3 separate regions of the Sus scrofa genome follow, and all the other regions are linked to region 2. The links are chromatin contacts, called in public promoter capture Hi-C maps. All regions are on one chromosome and are shown on one strand. The core of a region is the stretch at or near the end of the contact, and the rest is flanking DNA. Distances in the headings are between cores, read along the strand shown.

The links. Promoter capture Hi-C pulls out the DNA fragments that hold promoters and counts their contacts.
Region 1: a contact with region 2 is called in a promoter capture Hi-C map of liver, with 2.7 times the contacts expected there. The contact joins the promoter of CCDC15 here to the promoter of SPA17 in region 2. A contact is called at or near these places in 1 of 5 promoter capture datasets (liver) and 1 of 2 datasets of contacts at active chromatin or transcription factors (alveolar macrophages).
Region 3: a promoter capture Hi-C map of fetal skeletal muscle shows a contact between it and region 2, with 4 times the contacts expected there. The contact joins the promoter of ROBO3 here to the promoter of SPA17 in region 2. A contact is called at or near these places in 3 of 5 promoter capture datasets (fetal skeletal muscle, liver and skeletal muscle), 12 of 47 Hi-C or Micro-C datasets (brain, embryonic fibroblasts, epiblast stem cells and 7 more) and 2 of 2 datasets of contacts at active chromatin or transcription factors (alveolar macrophages and skeletal muscle).

Annotation. Positions count from the first base shown.
Region 1 is chr9:52,144,896-52,147,595 of Sscrofa11.1, reverse strand. CCDC15 (coiled-coil domain-containing protein 15) reads right to left here and starts at 1,298. Exons shown (of 15, transcript XM_021063078.1): 1 at 1,184-1,298; 2 at 297-485. The coding sequence starts at 464.
Region 2 is chr9:51,917,600-51,920,299 of Sscrofa11.1, reverse strand. It overlaps SPA17 (sperm surface protein Sp17), which reads right to left and starts at 1,384. Exons shown (of 5, transcript XM_003130022.3): 1 at 1,240-1,384; 2 at 1-167. The coding sequence starts at 140. It overlaps SIAE (sialate O-acetylesterase), which reads left to right and starts at 1,326. Exons shown (of 10, transcript XM_013979526.2): 1 at 1,326-1,570. The coding sequence starts at 1,504.
Region 3 is chr9:52,063,734-52,066,433 of Sscrofa11.1, reverse strand. ROBO3 (roundabout homolog 3) reads right to left here and starts at 1,391. Exons shown (of 28, transcript XM_005667463.3): 1 at 577-1,391. The coding sequence starts at 736.

The DNA.
Region 1 (2,700 bases), core at 49-2,548, 230 kb before region 2:
CACGTCATGTGCACATCGTGTGCAGAGCAAGCATCAAGAGTTTATGAGGTAAACTGAAATATCTATATGTATGTATATAAATGTAATAAACACTCAATTATGTAGACTAAAGCTAGAGCAAGTTTTTAGCAAATTCATATTTGTTCTATAATTCTAATGCAAGAGCCTATCTATAACAGAATAGAAACAGCACCTCCAGACTGTTCATCTTATCTGTGCACCAGGGACTAGAGAAGGTTAATAAAAAGAAAGATGGAGGAGGAACCCCACCGTATTTGCATCAAACTGACACTCACATGTGCTGGGACTTCTGTGCTACCTGGTGGGGCAGGTTCCACCCATGCCCCAACTGGTACTACAGCCTGGTTCCTCTCAGCCAGCACTGTCAACACGTCCTTGCTCTTCAGGGGGTTTAAAGCCAGGGGCAACTTTGTGGAATTTCGAGGCTTCTTGAGGGGGGCCATACTTCCTGGCACCTAAGATTCCTGGTTAGGAGAGAAGAAAAGCTTAACATCTTCAAACGACTTCCTTAGAAGCTCAGCCCCTTAACACATATGCCACAGGCTCCTTAATAGGAGAGAAGCCTTGGAGGAGGCAGTAAGTAGCCTAACAGAGAGCCAAGAATAAGGATTCTGGAGAAGGAAGGAAAAAAGCTTGCCCTCGTAAAGGAATAGGGACGAGTGGAAAGAAGTAAGAATCTGAAGGAACGAAAACTGTGCCAGTGGTGACACACCGACGTGGGACAGGGAGGAAAGAGCGTAGCAGCCGGAGGGCAAGAGAGCTGGGAGGGTGCGGAGTGGGAACCTGGGTTGAAGGCAGAGTCCAAACAATCGGTATCCGGTTATGGGGGGAAGCGCTGAACGCCGGGGAACCCCGGGCCAGGGAAAAGTTTGGCCTGTTTCTTAGGCCTCGGGGTCCTAATCCTGCCGAGGCAGCCCTGGCCTAGTATCAACTCGCTGCTCGCCACAGACTCAAACTACCACGGACACTAAAGTAACCGCCGCCAACAAACCGCCAATTTTGGGAGGGCCGCCTTTCGGAACCCCGGGCCAAGGAAAATTTTGGCCTGTTTCTTAGGCCTCGGGGTCCTATTCTTGTCGAAGCAGTCCCGGCCTAGTATTAACTCGCTGCTCACCACAGACTCAAACTACCACGGACACTAAAGTAACTGCCGCCAACAAACCACCACTTTTGGGAGCACCGCCTTATCCCGCCGCGCCCCTCGGTTGGTTTGTATCCGCCTCCTCCGGCTTGCGTCACCTCCCTGGTACAGGGAAGGCGTAGGGCGGGGTTTCGGGTTCCGAAGGGTCGTCACTTCCGCTCTCTGTAACCCTGAGGGGGCGGGACTTGTGAAGCGTGGGGGTGCGGGTGGAGTCTAGCTCAGTCAGCTGAGCTGTTGCATTATCTACCCTGGGATTAACCCACATCTTTCAGAAAAAGGAATACGTTGGGCTGGAGAGCTGATTAAGTGGGAAGGACAGGGGTCCAGTTGAGGGACGCATGGGAGAAGGATGGAAGAAGGCAGGCCTGGCAGGGCTTCCTTGACGGAGGAAATACGCCTACAGTAAATCATACTGATCCTTTGTTCACTTCGTTACGTTAGCAGTGCTGTTTCATATATACTCTTACATGTAAATATCGCAGCCTTGAGAGTGGTCTCCCTTTCTGCTCCAAGCTTTGCTATAATCCAGGGACACTTCATTTTTCTTGTGAAACACCAGTTTGTTCGTTCAATTAACATATAATTGAGAGCATTTTATATACCAGTACTTTGCTAGGCACTGAATATATATAGCAGTGAACAAAACAGACATATCCCTTGTTCATGGAATTGACAATATAATGAGAAATAACCAAATAGACACATGAATAAGTAAATAAAAGTGGCTGATGATGATGCGCAACTTGCAACTGGCCCAGGAACTCTATATGCCTCTGGGTGGCCAGAAGAAAAAAGAAAAAAAAAAGGGGGCAAGGGAGTAGTTAAATAACTGACCATAGGATTTAAGATAGGTAATGTAGGAAAGGATGACAAGTGGAAGGAAGGGACCTTGTAGAGGTGGTAAAATCAAGAGATTCTAGGTTCCAATGGAGACCTAAGTTTTGCTAGAGCAGAATACTAGAAGGAATGCATTGAAAAAATAAGAGGTGGTCATCCAAGATTGAGATGCTTGAAAGTAAGAGTATAAAGTTATTGTAGATATTAGTAGTGTTGGAGTTCCCTCGGAGCCTAGCTGTTAAGGATGGACACTGCCACTGCTGTGGCACAGGTTCAATCGCTGGCCTGGGAACTTCTGCATACCGTGGGCATGGCCCCTCAAAACATATTGGTACTGTCAAAATCTATGGTATAACCAAGAGAGGGAGTGCTGAGGTAGAAGAACAAGATTACTGAAGAAGAGGTCATAGAAATGGCCAAATGGCTTGAAATCACCAAGATACATGAACAGAAGAGTGTTGCAAGAGCCAGGAGCATCCATCTTCAAGGAATTTCAGGAAAAGACCTGGAGCTTGGTAGATGAGTATAACCTGGAAATCAGGGAGTGATATAGTCTAGCAACATCAGATGCAAACCAAGGAGCAGAGCTGAGAAAAAAAACAGGAAGCATTGTTTACAAACAGCACTGAGCAATCAAGTAACGAGAAGGAAAGCCATACCACCTCCACACAAAGAACAGAAAACAGCCACCACTGGAGAAG
Region 2 (2,700 bases), core at 135-2,634:
AGAAGATTCTCAAAATATGCTGCTGCAAAAGCTGGTATATTGTCGGGTTGCTCCCTCAGAATCTCGCGTGTGAGCCCTTCAAGTAGATTCCCAAATCCTTGTGGAATTCGGTAGTGGGTGTTGGAGAATGGAATCGACATCTCCTTGGAAGGAACTGTCTATTGTACCTAGAGATTCGTTAAAGATACTGTTTTTAAATTTGTCTTATTTTACTTATATAACCACAACTATGACAAATTATTTCTGAGACCCCAAACTTCTGGACTTCAATCCTTTTTACCCCCAACCCAACCCAAGTCTATCCATTGCTTCCAAAGATTTTTGAAATTTTCCCTTATTAGACTGTTAACAGTCTAATTTAATAGGTAAATCATTTTTTAAAATTACAAAAATCACAGATTTTTCACTATAATAAGTATTTTTTCTCACTCTGTCTTTTGAAGACAGAGTAATTTCTGCTATCCCACGGGGATTTAGAGTGATTATTATAAATTCATCTTAAATTGCCGAAAAGGCCCTGTTAAGGGTCTAAAATTAAAAAACAAAAAAACTAGTCCTTGTTAAAACTAACTTGTCGAATAAGTTTCACACAGTCTTTCCCTTAGCTTTCACTTCTGCTGCATGACCTGCAATGCCTCGTCGAAGCATCTGTATACTCTGGAAGGGGCAACGGGGCGGGGGTGCTGGGGGCAAGGTCATGATTTTGCAATTCCAGTCTTCAATGTTTGGGGAGTCTTATATTTTCTGGATTCATCTTGAACAGGTTTCTTTTCCTATCTTGGAATACCAGAGCTAGGTAAGAATAGCTGCTAGGCAGCATGTTGGGCTACTCAGTGTTCAAATAACACTCAGAGACCTGGCTTGTTTGTGTCAACGCTGCCGAGTAAGGTAGGGTCGGGGTCTAGGTTGGGACTACGTGGTTTAGTGAGGCCCAATCTGTAAAGATTTTTTCCCTTTCTCTTTTTGAGGGAACAGGAGATGGGGTATTAAATCATTCTAAGGTGAAAAGGTAGAGACCCTCAACCAAGGTGGGGCGAGGAGAGGGGTCGCAGGGGGAACACAGGTCTAGTCTGAGGCGCGACGTCGAGGATCTGGGATTTCACACTAGCAGAATGGGCTGCTTGGGGGCCAGTTTTCCCTAAGTTTCCCAGAATGCGGCGGGGACCCTGAGAGAATAAGAGAGGCGAAGGGGAAAGCGACGTCTCGATTTCGGAGAGGAAATGGGGTAAACCGCCTCACCTCTTCAATCGCTCTGAGCTGGAGCTGAAAGTTCCGGTTGTTTTTTCTCGTTGCCGGGAAACCGTTCCCCCTCAAACCATTCAACTACGGCGGCCGAGGAGAGCAAGGGCCAGCCCGGCGGCCGCGGACGGCTTCGCGGAATTAATGACCTGAGAAGGGCGGAGTCTGACCTTATCGGCCCTGCGCAGGCCCCGCCCACAAGGCTCCACCTCTGCTGGCGTCCGCACCGCCCCGGCGGCGCAGGGGTGCGCCCTCCTCGCAAACATGGTCGCTCTGGGGTTTGTGTTTGGGTTGGTGCTGTCGTTACTCTTGCCGGCCGACGCAAGTGCAGGTGAGGCGGCCGGGCTCGGCTCGGGCCGACCCCTGTCCGCCCGTCCGCCTATGCGGACTCTGAGTTACTCCGTAGGACGGCCCCCGAGTCCCCTTCTGTAGGTCTGGGACGGAACCCCGGGCCGAAGCCTGGTTCTCCTTGCAAGGCCTAGGCTGCCCCGGCCCGTCCTCTTTCTCCACTCCCTTCCACTGCCTTTATGATGCAGGGAGTGGGAGAGTTGGGTTTATCTAAGCGAGGGAAAGCCCAAATGTGCTCAGACCGAGGCCCTTAGTGTCTCTGAATAATTGCAGGGGAACTCGAAGGGGAGGGGGCGAAGCTAGTTAGATAATATTTGGAAACTGATGACTCAGTCATCCCAAACATTTCAGTGCTGCCCCCTCAGTGGCACCCTTGGGGAGGGTTTCCTTCAGGCTGGGTTCCTTGGGGGAATTAAATTTTACTAGTTTTAAGTGGTGATTAGGGCTAAGAAATACAACCCCCTCACTAGCTCAGAATATTTAAGACTCAGCTTTGATTCCTGCTGCAGCTCGCAGATATTGGTGGTGGGATAATATGCGTGGCATTGAGGAGGAGGGTGACTCACTTTGACTATTGTTCAGGTCATATATTGTTTCGTTTGAATACCCCGGGCTGGACGCTGGGTCACAGCCATGGAGAAACCAGAAGAGGGACCTTGTCCAGAAATGCAAGTAAAGGGATAATGCTGGATTTTTTTTTTTTTTCCCCCTTCTTTATCCGACCACTCAAATAGTGGACCCCAAAGGTCCCTGTTAAGAAAGGAAAGTTGAGGAGTTCCCGTCGTGGCTCAGTGGTTAACGAATCCGACTAGGAACCGTGAGGTTGCGGGTTTGATCCCTGCCCTTGCTCAGTGGGTTAAGGATCCAGCGTTGCCGTGAGCTGTGGTGTAGGTTGCAGACGTGGCTCGGATCCAGCGTTGCTGTGGCTCTGGCGTAGGCCGGTGGCTACAGCTCCGATTGGACCCCTAACCTGGAATCTACATATGCCACGGGAGCGGCCCAAGAAATGGCAAAAAGACCAAAAAAAAAAAAAAAAAAAAAAAAAAAAGTTGAGGTGGGAGAACAGAGTCAAGAAAAATGACTGCAGCTCTGCCTAAGAACCCACACAGTGCC
Region 3 (2,700 bases), core at 142-2,641, 150 kb before region 2:
AATTAGCGGTAATGACCTCGCCGCCCGCGCTGTCCGCCAGCCTCAGCTCTGAGGGGCAAACTTCTAAGTTTCTCTGAATTGGTCGCTGTTCCTGTCGCCCTCTGTAGCAAACACATTTAATATTTTGGCTTCATCACCCTTGTCCTGAGAGAGTTCTTGGAAAACTTAGGATCCTGAAGGAAAACCTGTTACCTTGTTGGGTCACTGAGTAGCCCAGCTTGGCCCAGGCCCTCTGGCGACGGCGGCCCCTCCTCTACCCTCCCAGCAAGTCCGGGCCTCTCCTCTCTTACTCGGTTTCTTCTCACCCAGGGTGGCCGTGGGCGTTGGTTGGGGAGGTGAGGGGTGTTGGACTCAGCAACCATCTCCTCCCAAGCCGTCGACCTCCCACAGGATATCCCCACTCAGGTGCTCCAATCCGCGAACTTTCCATTGGTCCCCACCGTCCGGGAGGCACTGGGGCGGGGGCGGGGGGGGACGCTTGGTCCCGGACTTTGGGGTAGGAGCGCTTTGGACTACTCGTCCACGCCGCCCTCCAACCTTACCGCTATCCCTGGATCCCGTGGGGCAGGGTCTTACCATTGACGGAAGGATCGCCCGGGGGCAGCAGGCTTTGGTTGAGCGCCGTCGCCGAGGAGTTGAAGCCGAAGAACAGGTCGCTGGAGTTGGAGATGTCCCCGGCCAGGGAGTCCGCGAACAGGTTCATCTGCAGCAGCGTTTTGAGCAGGTAGCGCAGCATGGCGCGACCCGACTGATAGCGGGGCGGGGGGCTCGGAACCCAGCCCCTGGGTCTGAGACCCGCGGGCCGGGAGCCGTAAGCCCCTCCACAGCCTCTGCGCGCTGCCCCAGCCACGGTGCCGCTCTCCTCCCGGCGCGCCTGGGTACCGCGCGTGCCTCCGCGTGCCCTCCTCCTTCCCTCGTCCTTCTCTCTCCACCCCCCCAGTGCCGGGGTCCCCCGGGAGCTGGGCAGGCGGAAAGCAGGTGCCACGCCGATCACCGCGTAATTAAGGGATTAATCCGCCTCCCTCCACCCTCCCACCCCGACCCGGAAGGCTACTAGGAGGGCCAGAGACTAAAGTCGCCTAGCGAGCGAGTTGGAGTCCCCGCCCCGTGCCCCGAGTCGCGCGTCGCTTGTGGACACCGCAGGAGAGTTTCTCTTCTTTCCCAAAGCACCCAAGATAGGGATGAGGCTTTGTTGGACTTTGCCTTTCTGCCCGACTTCAAGCGAGGAATCCCTCCTTCCTTTTCCTGGCCCTTAGGAAACAGAGGCAAAGCGCCAGATTGCTCCTCTCCAAGTCCAGGCTTCCAACTTGCTCCCAGGTCCACGGGCTCAGTGGCGGGAATGCAAGCTGCTGCGGCTGTTTGGCGCGGAAATTGGGGGTGGGGGAGAATAATTAACCGGCTCGTCCAACACTTGGGCCGCAGTGGCCTGGTTTCCACCGACAGACGGGGGAATTAGATGGCGCGTCTTTACCTAGGGCCCCAGATGCCCTAATGTAGTAGTTCTTGCGGGGTACTCCACAGGGATAAAACTGGAGGGGGACCCAGGCATCTTGCATCTATTTGCATGCTTTTGCATTACTCTGCTCTGACATATTTTACTGAATTGTTTCACCTTTTGGAGGAGACTGAAAGGGAACCAGAGAATCTGGGACTAAGACAAAGAGAATAATAGTGTTTCTGAAAAGGCAAGAAAAGAGGTGGGGTTGATGTGAAACTCCTGCAAGTCTGTTCAAACTTGGTAACCAAAGTCCTTTGGATGGAGGGACATCTCTCTCTCTCTCTCTCTCTCTCTCTCTCACACACACACACACACACACACACACACACACACACACATACACACAATCTCTCTCTCTCACTCACTTACTCACACACTCCTACCCAGTCCCAGCCTGCTTCTGAGTTCTTTATACCTGAAGATCTCCCCATCCAACACACACACACAAACACATACTTTCCTGGGCTGGGTATAGTGTTGGGGCGTCAGGGGTAAGAGAGACTCAGGCCTTCATATCTGAGGTAGGGCCCTGCTGATGGGTGAGTGTTGGGATTCTTGTTTGGCCAGAGGGCTCAGTGTGATAAGACCTGCCTCAGAGGTGGCTACTTCTGAACTGGAAGGAGGCAAGTGAACAGTCAAGATACAGAGGAGTGGAAGCTACAGAGACGCAGACCCCAAAGTAAGCTAAGTCAAGAGTTGAATATTTTAGGCAGGCAGCGTCCAAGTGAACTAGGAAATTTAATCAAGCTGGGGGCTTGCTCCAAATCTCCTGGCTCAATCCTCAGGGCAGCCCTTGAAGGCCTCAAATTTGATGAGTTTAGATGTCTTCCTAGCCCCTTACCTCAGCACTGTGTGTGACTTCCCAAAGCCAGAGCATAAAGTATGGGGGAGCTGGGGCACCAGGACCACTCCAAAAGAGGCTGCGCCCTGGAGCTGTTCTTTCAGCACCTCCTCTGTCCTTGTTGGGTGAGGGCTATGGGGCCCTGGAGACAACTTGAATTGGGGTGACCTTGAGTTGGGGGAGGTGGGAGAGAAGCTAGCAGATATTATTTCCAAAGCACTGGATACTAAGAGACAGGATTTGATGTCTGACCCTTGCTCCAGGGCAAGGTTGCCTTCAGACGGTGGTAAGAGATTTCCCCACCAGAAATCAATCTTTTCAAGAATGGCAAACTCAGAAGTGAGTCCAAATTCTGTTATTT